Regions from separate parts of the Columba livia genome. Here region 1 is linked to region 2. The links are chromatin contacts, called in public Hi-C maps. All regions are on one chromosome and are shown on one strand. The core of a region is the stretch at or near the end of the contact, and the rest is flanking DNA. Distances in the headings are between cores, read along the strand shown.

Region 1 (5,581 bases), core at 1,157-3,656, 38 kb after region 2:
TTCCTTTACTGAGTTGGGTTTTTTCCATTTCACCAGTAACAGCATTTTCAGATCTGGAGCTGCCAACAAAGCCTGCAAAACCCCGCCTTTGAGACAACAAATAGACTAACTGTATGTTTAATTACCTGTGTGAACGTGCAATCCTCAAATTTGCTCATAAAAAGCAAGAGCTGTTGCAGGAGCACAGGCTACACCTGCTATTCTGCAACTGTACCGTGTTACCCAAAGTTTTGTACATTTTACTTCGAATAAACCTAATTCAGAGAAAGGAAAACCATACACCAGTGCTCCTCGGCAGCCGTCCCTCTTGCAGACTTCTGCCACCAACCTCTATTTTTTCCCTTCGTTCAGGACTCTCAGCTCCTGCCTTGAAACAGAAGGATGGGTTAGAAGATCTCTTGGCCCCTTCTAGCACTGTTCTTCTGTTTCTGTGTTCCAAGCTGTGGTATTCAGGTCCTTCTCCAACCCTTTCATCTTGCTTCTTCAGAGAAGAAAGAAAATTTGACTATAAGAAATAATTCTTCCAACTAGCTCTGGGAAATCTGTCCCTGAAGCAAATCAAAGAAATCAGTGTTTATCTGTTTCTCAGCATAGCTATTTTCCCTGTTATCAGCTGGCTGAAAGCTGTGTGCAGTAGCCTATAGCTGAAGTGAGCCTCCAATCTTTCCATCAGCTTTTGCAGTTGCTCCCAGAAAATATAATGATGTTTCATTATTGTTCCCACATTGCCCTGAGGTTGGTTACGGAATGTACTGAGGCTACACACCGTTGGCCAAGGTCTAATAGAAAGAAGCAGGTAGAAAAATAAAATACTATTTTAATTTCCTGCCATATACTAACCTTTTACTACACCCAAAGCAAAGAAGGATTATAAATAAGATCTTACTTTTTGTTTGTCACTTGATTGATGAGCTGTTTAAGTAATTCTCACTAAATGTATTTAAAACATATTTTTCCCTGCCACAACGTGCTCTTGGATTTCTTCTCTGGGAACTTGTGTTTACAGAGCTTTGTAAAGCCTAAGTGCTGCAGCTGAGTTAGCGAAATTCCTTGGCTTGCTTTGTAGGATTGGGCATATAGACAAAATACTGGAGTGACAATCTGTAAGCAGAATACCGCTGCTTCCATTTCTGACAAACTGATAGCAGTGCTTCACTGCCGGATGATAAAGAAATGACGAAATTATCAGCAAGAGAACTTTGTGACTTACAGACTGTACCGATGTCTGATTATGACTCCAGTTGGGGAATACAGAATTGGGTAAATGTGTAACCAGAGCAGTATCAAACCAAGCCCCTCGGCACTGGCCTGGCAATGCTGGCCACCAACAGGGAGCCGGTGACTGATTAACTGCGCAGCAATCACCGCGCTGAGGCAGATAGCGCCGGCCTCTGTCTGTGGGTTGGACTGCACTGTGTTTACTAAGGTCAGTCATGGTCCCCTGCCTGTTCTGAAATAAACAATGCAGAAACGGGCATTATTAAAAACCAAAAAAACCTCCAACCTCTTGGTTGTTTTCATTAGGTGATCACTGTGTGCCCACTCCCGTCACCTACATGGCCGCAGACATTCCTTCATCAATAATTCTATAGAAAACAAGGTGAGCACTCAGAGCAAAATGCTGCCTGGATCTTGTATCCACACGTGAGTGTTTCATCTCTGGTTAACTGGCTGACAATTAACTCAAAGTAGATAATACCTTTATAAAATATGGTTTGGACACTCCCCAAATATTTGTTGCAGATGACAACTGTAAACTTTTGTCCTTGTTCTGACCCTGTTTGGCAGTAGGATATCAACCCCATGCGTATCTACTGTAAAGAATCTCAGTCCAACTGCTTTTTTCACTTTGTTCAGAAGTGCAAGGTGCAGGCAGCTTTTCACAGGCACAACATTTTCTCTTCCCAGTCTGAGAAAGAGCGTGTATTGTTTTGTTTCACAAATTACTTCCCTAAGCCAAACTCATGAGGGAGAATTGCTCTCCATCAAAATGCGGGTGTTTCTAGGGCCAGAAAAAATGGTGAAACAGAAGCACTTTTAATAAAAATAAACGCTACTTTTATTTCCTGTTAGAAACTGTTGTGCTCCTTGAAGGATGGAGTATTTTGTGACAAATGTTCTCATTCCTCTTTTATTTTTAATCCAAATTCCCAGCTGTCATTGGCCTCAGGTCACATGCTATTTGTTCTGCCTGAACATCCTCAGATGATAACAGAAGTCATTGTGAGTCATTTTCTGAGAAAGAGAGGCTGCATTGCATATTCTGTCCAGTCAGAGTGGGAAAAATGCTCTCAAACACAGCAAAACAAGAGAATTCCCTTGATGCCTTCTGTGTGCAGAGAGGTAAATTGCGCACCTCCTTTCCCACACATCAGTCAGTGAGGACTGTCGCAGTGATGGCTGTTCACAATGAGCAAAAAGGCTGTTCTGGCACCAGAGGAAGGGCCAGCAGAGCGTGAGCTCATGGACAGGAGGAGCAACGTGCCAGATATCAGGGAGAAAGAGCTGGAAATCCCTTGTGCCAAAGTGGGTTAAGGTATCTGTGAGCAGAATCACAGTGTGAAGAATTATTGGCACCCTTCTGAAATCCAAGCAGTAGTCAGATAATCTGGCTTTAAAAATACTGATTGAATAAGTGACTCACGTTTCTGACCACCTCTCTTCAGCTGCCTGTCTTCTGACTGTTCATTTTCACTCTATGTTGTTTCAGCAAGCAGCTAGATGACATCTAAACATCTTAAGTGGGCTAAGCTGCTCTGTTCCCTGGACTTCTCTTCCTGCCTCCTTGTCTTGGTGGCCTGGGAATTTTTGGTGGCTGATCATTAAGTCTCACTTTGTTTTATGACTGCCTCCAAAGAGGAAAACCCTCTCCCGACATTGAGAAGCGAGTACCACTGAATTTATGGCTATACGTCACTGTTCTGTTCGTGGAGAAGAGAACAGCATCAGTTACTTAATTAACTATTTGCTGTTTCTCGACAAAATAATGACTTGTTTTAAACTTCTTGAGCTGTCCCTACTGCCTCTGAGCCAGCACCCTTTCCTGCAATCAGTGCTCCAAGGTGCAGGGTCCATCATGTTGAAGAATTGGTGGTTTGCCCCCCATTCTGAGCCAGAATAGACAAACAAACTTTGAAATGACGGGGGGATGGAATTTTCAGCCCAGTCCAGCACATGTACCACCGCAGCACACATGGGGAGGTCTCTGGTTTGCTGCTTGTGACTGTCTTTGACAGAGAGACTCAAGACAGCTAATATACGACATTTAATACCCTGACTCTACCTCACAATCATCCAGTAGCTTGGGATATTATATAGAAAGAATTTTTCTTTTATTTTCACAACTAGTAACTCCATGACATGTAATGGGCAGGATCAACAGCCTGTATCATCTGCTGCTTCTGCCTGGATTTGTGAACTCCTACTAGGGTTTTGTTTTACCCATTTATTCCCTCCTCTGTTTGTATATACAAGTCAAATGTTTGGAGAATTAAGTTTGTTTACCTACAGAATGGTACAATTCTGACAGCAAGATTGTAAGTACCTGTTTGTGAAGTCACTCATGGCTACAGATCCCAGCCTGGAATGCCATGTCTAGGAGTGCGTATTAATTTAGCATTTGTAACCTTTTCTTCCTTGTTTTTGCTGAGATGATTGACAACAGGGCTTACTGACTGACTGGGTCCTTTTCCTTTTGAACGGGAGTAAAACCGACTTGTCTTCTGTAAAGTGCTGTGCAATACATATAGCTTCTGTCTGTATTTCATTACCTTTGCACTAATCAATAGTTTTGCCGATGTATACAGAAGTTAAAAAGAACTTTATGTACAATATAAAATATTTTTCAAGGAACATAACATTTGTTTAAAGCAAAAATAATGCCTGCTTCATGATGCAAGGTCCAGCATTGCTAGCATTAGCATATTTTCTAACATTCTGGAGTTCTTGTAACTGAACACAGTGCTAATTCTGAAATCTTTTTGTAAATGAACACAGCCAGTATTGCATTCACCAGCTTACCAGAGTCTCATGGGAACCACAGACATTTGCACTAGCACCGAATTTGTACCCTGAAATTTTGGATACTAAAAGCTGCAGATAATACCATAGCTGACTTGCTGCTGACTAGAGGTAGTTATATATTGGCCAGGCAATTTCTGTAGAGATTTTTAAGCTTTCACAGAAGAAGAAATTAAATAATTTATTGTCTGAGCAAATCATACCTTTTGTGTGGAACTGTGTTAAGGGTAGCTTTGCATCCAGACTCGTAACTTGAATACAGCCTGAACTATGAGGCAACGCACGGAGATGGCAGGATGCTGAGGGAACAAAATGACATTTCTTTGCGTTTCACCCAGCAATTTCAATAAAGAGAATGCAAGTTATCTTATTCTGCTAAACAATACAGGCAAACAAATTGCTGTATTCTGACTAGCCAGAGGAGGAGATTATCTTTTGCAACTGGTCCGTGTCAAGTAGTGTACATAGAAATTCAAATGAGTCTTTTACAAGTACTGATGTAAATCAAACCTATTTACTAACAATACACTGTGTCATGTCACCACACGGGTGACTCAGCGGTGGCATCACCTCATGGCAGCAGTATGGAAAAAGGGGAAGCGATGGGGGCAAAAATATACCCATGTCAGATGACATACTGCTTTCTGTCACACAAAATGTGTGGGTCAGCATTTGCATAAACATTTATGAACACAGCATGCTTCTGGTATGCTGATTTGTTTTCTGTGCTATAACTTATTCTGAAATACGACACAGAGTCTGTATTAATACAGAATCATCCTGGATGAAGCTGAAGTGTTCACACAGGAAAATTTCAAAATACCCAATACTATTTTAAAAGATGACTAAGTTTCAGAAGATATTGTGCATTAAATAATACCCAGGATATATCATATCAGCCTGTGCCAAAGTGGAAAAAGAGCTGTGGCAGAACAGTCCTTTCCTTTCTGTGCTCCTTTGGGGCCAGCACTGAGAGCAGGGAGTTCTGGGCAGGAGCTGAGGTGAGCAGGGGGTCGGGTGCTTCTGCCACATCCAGTGTCAGAAGACCTGGAAGCCCCAGTTTCTGTCATTTAGCAAACTCTGACTTTTGCTACAGCCTTTAATTCAATCCTGAATCCTCATCTCAGTAGCCAAAAAACTCTAGGGACAGTCTTGGAATAAACCTTGGGCTGTAAAAAACTGAAGGATAATTCTTGGCAGCATGCTACTGTGTTTTAAGAGAACCTTTCCAATATGCATTGTTTATTTAAGACAGTGAAATTACTATATATTCCTCCTCCTTCAAATAATACACATCTCTTTATAACAACTCCTTTATTCCCACAATTATGAGGCTGTCACATAAATCACACGCGAACAACAAGCAGGATTAATCATAGCTCCAGAAATATGCTTGCCCACATTCCCACCCCTCCACAGCCCACAAACCCCTGTGGCCATTAAAATATGTGGATTATGGGTTGCTTCCCTGGGGTCACTGGAAAGCTAAGGACAGATGCTTGTAACCCTCTTGCTGTCAGTAATGCTGCTTCTCTTAGACATGGGTACCAAATGAATAAAT
Region 2 (5,698 bases), core at 2,912-5,411:
AAGTTCTGCAGCACTTGCATTTAGGTTTACTTGACAAACTGATATATTTTTACATGAGATGAGATTCAAACGATTCAATGAAATACATTTTAATGTAATAAATATTTACAGTATTTATATATTTGTTCATATCTATAAGTGTCCCTGTAGTATAATCATACCATTGCCGTGTTCTTAGTAACGTTTCAGAGCTGAGGGGCTTTAACTAAGTGTTTTTCTGGTTTTCTGTAACTCCTATGAGGCTGGATGTTGCTCCACTAAATACCTCTAGGCTCATATTTTGGTAGTTTTGTCTGGAAAGAGCGAGTGCAGAATGTGGTGCAACAGGCCTTTCCGGCTGCCTGAGCACAGGTAGTGTTTATGGGAAAGAGGAGCTTGCGATCCAGGATGCTTTTCATACCATGGCAATCTGTTGTATTTTATGTCCTCCTAACATAAAAAATGCGCTGAATAATGTTGTTAGGAATTTACAATTGCTACTGAATGGAGTAACTTAATGATAAGATAGTTCTCTCAATCAACACCAGCTTAATGGAGCGTAGGTTGTACCTGCGGCTGGCAGGTCACACAGACGTGTTGGGTGAGCTCGTGGCCCTTCGTGTGCTGCCCTGCAGAGAATGGTCACCAGGGTGACATTGAATGCAGGTAAAGAGACTCAAAACAACTAGTTCCACATCTCAGTGTCTAATGTTGTCTCCTTCACTTCTGCCTTTTTAATAATTAAATGTGAAAGCGTGTTCATCTGACTGTACGTGAACAACCTCTCTGCTACTGTTCTGCTTAGATTTCGCTGGCCGAGAAAGATTTTTGCACGTGAAAAACTTTTTATCCAGTGTTACGTTTTTGTTACCTCACCTGAGCTTGTGTAAGTTTTATGAAAGAAACCCGGAGTATTCTGTTGATTGGACTTAGGCTTTGGATGTCTTGGTGTTTTGCCATTCTTCTTTTATGGGGTGAAAAACAGGCAAAATACACATCAGGAATCAAGTAAAGTTACATGCAAAATAGAAACGTTTGTAAACTAACTATTAAACATAGGAATTATTTTCACGTTTTAGTCTTCAATAATGCAAGAATAAAACTAGGCCGTAAAAGGTTTTCTCCATTCTAGTACTTATAGAATAAAATAAAGCCAAGAAGTAACGTTCATTTTGTTTCCAGTGTAATAGCAAATTTGGTTAAATTGAACAGGATCTCCATAATTTGACGAAGAATTAGCAGTCGTGTGAAGATTCAAACTTTAAAACTGTAATGAAATGCTGCGATTTTTATATCAAAAATCTGAGCAAACCTGAAAATTCTCATATTTCAGAAATGTTTATGAGTAATATTAATGTGGAATCACTGATGCATAAAGAAATGCTGTAATCTGCATCTTGTTAACCAGAAATAGAGAAACGAGGAAAGCGAAGGTGAGGTGGAGCCCCATGTTCTCCAGGAGCCCTCCTGGGGTCGTGGAAATTAAAATCCATGTTAATTGTACAGAGCTAAGGCCTTGTCAATTCACATTTACAACGTAGCCCAAGATAACTGTTTCCAGTGGAAGGAAAACAGTTAATAATGCACGTGTAAACCTTCTTTTGTGTTCAGTAAAACCTATTCACTTACGGCATTTTACCATGTCAGAACCTTCTGTTTAACAGGAGACTTCAGATCACGCGTGTATGTGTATGTGTAGATGTATAGATCCTTGCTGGGTACCTTTGTGGACATCTTAGATGAAATTATAACATAGACAACCTAAAAATAAACATTTCTCTTAGTGGAATGATTTAGCAAAGCCTTGTTAGTTGCCTGAAGATGAGAAGAACGGATATTGCCAGTCGTGGGGTGTCGACCTCTGGAAGGGGTCGAGTTTATAGCTTTTGTTCAAAGAATTGTAAATGGCTGCTGATTCCAGATTTTATTACCTTAGAGCAGAAATATGAGCAGCATAAAATGGAATTACTTTGTGACCCACAGTAGCTGATAGGTGCACCCACAACGCCCTGGTTATTTTCCTCAGTGTAATCTTGACATTTCTCCAAAACGTGATGGTCATTGGCTGTCACATGCTGAAACACAGGCTGGCCTTAACGTCCTGTGCAGCTCACGGCGCTTTGCAAACTGTAGCCTTTTAAATTGAAAATATAGAGCGATAATGCCTCAAGATTGTGAGAATATTTTTTATAGTTGTATGCATGATGTAGGAAAAATGTTTGATTTTAACATCTTTTCTGCGTATAATACAGAAATTGAGCCCAGTGGCAGGTGATTCAGTATCTCTGTTCAGTGAGTGACTTAAGCCTGCGCTTAAGCACGTGTGTGTGCAGCGTGGGTGTCAAGGGTTTAGATTGCGGGGTGACGATCAAACCCTGGCAGATGTATTGTTAACCTCCTCTCTCCCCTCTCCCCCTTTCCCACTCAGGACAGGCGATCGGGAGGGAAAGAAGGACAGAGAGGAGAGAGCTGGAAACATTAAAAATGTTTTACTAATGCTACTGATAAAATAGAGAAAATAATACAAAATATACAAAACCGATCTTGAAAGTCTCAGCAACTGCAGAGCTGGCACCAGAAGTCCTGGACTGGACTCTGCAGCCAACCGGAGCTGGATTCAGTCTGTCACTGGCCTCAGTTCGCAGGGACGACTCGCAAGGTCCTCTGCTAATGTCGCCATAAGGAAAAGGGAAAAAAGGGACGAGATCCTCGTGATCTCCCACTTTTATATGAAGTATTCATGTGGATGGGATGTTATACACAGCTGGTCAGTTTTTGGTCACCTGTTTCTCGTTGCCCCTCTCGCGAGATGTCCATCCACGCTTATCAATAACTTCCCATTCCATTGCTATGTTCACCAAAACATGTATCTGGTTCTCCAGGAAAATGCAGCTAATATGAAGCTTTAGCTGACAGGCAAATTCACTAAAAGAGAAACTTGTTTTTTAACAAAACCATGACAGTGGGATACAGCAGCAGCACTTCTGTTCCACCAGAGTGGGAATTTCTGATCTGAAATCTAAGAATTAAGTAAGATATCTTACGACGTTTGTTGTCAGTATGTTCAGAGTAGAAGAACTAAAGTGTTGTGCTGCAAGTCCTAAAAGGTGGGAGAAGAAAGATGGTGACTTGCCTGGGGAAAGATCAAGAGAACTGTGACCATTTCCAGCCATGAGGGCCTCAGCGCCCCAGCACAGCTCGGGGGGACAGTCAGAACAAGGGATGAGCACAAAATTATAGAGCAGCTCTGGTCCATGATATTCATGTTGCAGCGGGACATGGTAGTTTTGATTTGAAGCAGATCAAATCAAAGTCCCTGTTATGTAGAGGTTAAAGGCCACTCACTCGATTGGGTCTAAAGTCCAAATTAAACAGCCAAAGTGACCAAGTTATTTTAGTTCTGTGACATCGGTTCTATTTTTAGATTAGAATGTTCTTTTTAAAAATCATGGAAAATGAGAGACAGGCCCTAGTTATAAACCAGCGAGTGTTCTACACTTGCTGTTAATTACAGACCTTTTAATAGTTGAAAAATACTAAACCAAGGATTTTGGTTCAGCCAGCTATCAGAAGAGGACTCAGAAAAAGGTTTTATATCTTAATCTGAATTCACTGGATTTGCTGAAGATTTTTGCAGATTGACGCTTTCTATTTGTTTACTACTTTCAACAGCTGCATAAATACATATGGAATTTGGAAGGTCATAAATTACATTTCCTCGTGCCTTGGGTTTAAGACTCTGGGATCATTGGTCTTTTTTAATGACTTGCATGCTTACTAAAGTACAGAAATGTTTCATAAAATATACTATTAAAATGCAGGTGTGTTTCATTTGGCCATTCATAATTATTTAGGTGGTCACTTTTCCCATATCTGTTACTGAACCGCTGTTCTTGGGGGCCAGATATCGGAGCCTTCCCAAGAGGAGCCTCAGGGCTGGGCTAAGTGCCCAGTGTTATCCAGGCAGTGTCACTCTACAGCCTTATCCATTATATGGTGACAAACTCAAGCCAAACAACAGATAGGTTCCCCAAACCTGCACCTGATTGTGAGTTGTGTCTCCACCCGTTGGACACAGGGCAACAGCACCTCAGCTCAGGCCCCAACTCATCACAGATGTCACAAGCTGCTTCTAAAATGCCTGTTTCTTTTTTTTTATTATTATTTCTTTCAGGGATTACAATGGTGGACACAGAAATGCCGTTTTGGCCCATTAATTTTGGAATTAGCCCGGTGGATCTGTCTGCGATGGATGATCATACACATTCCTTTGACATCAAGCCATTTACCACTGTTGATTTTTCAAGCATTTCTTCACCGCACTATGAAGATATTCCTCTTGCGAGAGCTGACCAGACAAGCTTTGACTATAAATATGATATCAAGCTCCAGGATTGCCAAAGTATGCTTTTATTTAAAATATTTCCTTCATGTTCCCTTTGTGTCATTCTCTGGAAAGTGTACCATCAGCACGAGGATTCAGAAGTATTCAGATGCCTAAATGCTGTGTCACCAGAGGTGACCATAGGATATCCTTGCAGGGCAGGCAGAATACATATAGCAAACCTTCACCCTCCCAGAGCAGCAGCTGGAGATCAGGCAAGATAATAGAAAGTATCTAAAATGACGTTAAACACTTGGTGAACCCCAACCATTTGTTTCTGAAACCTCCAGTCTCCTACTCGTGTATCCAGTGTGCGAATTGTCCTTTGAAGCTCTGTGAACACGGTGCAGAATAAATAGCCTGGCTGTTAAAAAATGCCCCAGCATTCACAGCATGTTCATTATTAATTTGTGTAGCTTTTAAATTCCAAACAGCCTAAGAAAATGATGGAGTAGAAATAGTGGCTACATCTGAGTCACGACACTGATATGAGTTTAATCAAGAAAGCCAAGAAGGCCAACGGTATCCTGTCCTGTATCAAAAACAGCGTGGTCAGCAGGACAAGGGAAGTGATCCTTCCCCTGTGCTCTGCATTGGGGAGGCCACACCTGGAGTATTGTGTTCAGTTCTGGGCCCCTCAGCTCAGGAAAGAGATTGAAGTGCTGGAGCGGGTCCAGAGAAGAGCAACACGACTGGTGAAGGGACTTGAACACAAGACCTATGGGGAGAGGCTGAGGGAGCTGGGCTTGGTTAGTCTGGAGAAGAGGAGGCTTAGAGGTGACCTCATCACTCTCTATAACTACCTGAAGGGAAGTTATAGCCAGGTGGGGATTGGTCTCTTCTCCCAGGCAGTCAGCAACAGGACAAGGGGCCATGGGCTTAAATTCTACTAGGGGAAATTTAGGCTGGAGATTAGAAAGAAATTCTTTACAGAGAGAGTGGTCAGGCATTGGAATGGCTGCCCAGGGAGGTGCTGGACTCACCGGCCCTGGAGGTTTTTAAACTGAGATTGGACATGGCACTTAGTGCCATGATCTAGTAAACGGACTAGAGTTGGACCAAGGGTTGGACTCGATGATCTCTGAGGTCTTTTCTAACCCAGTCGATTCTGTGATTCTGTGATTCTGTTATCAGTGTTCCAAGTGCAGGCATAACCATGGATTATTTATACACTATGAAAAACGCTCCTCTTGTCAGTCGTGGTAAAAAACTTACACGGAACTCTCCTCTTGAGACAGGAGGTGACCTGTTCCTAAATGAGTTGTTCCTGCGTTCCTGCTCCAGGTAGGAATGTGAGGAACTCTTAGAGATGCCCTTCGCCTGCTTCAATCTGAC

Evidence for each region. A called contact is a pair of places that touch in the nucleus more often than the background predicts.
Region 1: a contact with region 2 is called in a Hi-C map of liver, with 2.1 times the contacts expected there. The contact joins the enhancer-like site here to the promoter of PPARG in region 2. A contact is called at or near these places in 2 of 2 Hi-C or Micro-C datasets (crop and liver).

The regions. Positions count from the first base shown.
Region 1 is chr10:1,363,860-1,369,440 of bColLiv1.pat.W.v2, forward strand. No RefSeq gene overlaps it. Among named protein-coding and RNA genes, the nearest start is that of TSEN2, 19 kb to the right of the region's middle. Within about 2 kb of position 2,407, at least 1 of the 3 cell types and tissues checked has an H3K27ac peak away from gene starts, as active enhancers do.
Region 2 is chr10:1,324,259-1,329,956 of bColLiv1.pat.W.v2, forward strand. It overlaps PPARG (peroxisome proliferator activated receptor gamma), which reads left to right and starts at 4,162. Exons shown (of 6, transcript NM_001282827.1): 1 at 4,162-4,381. The coding sequence starts at 4,162.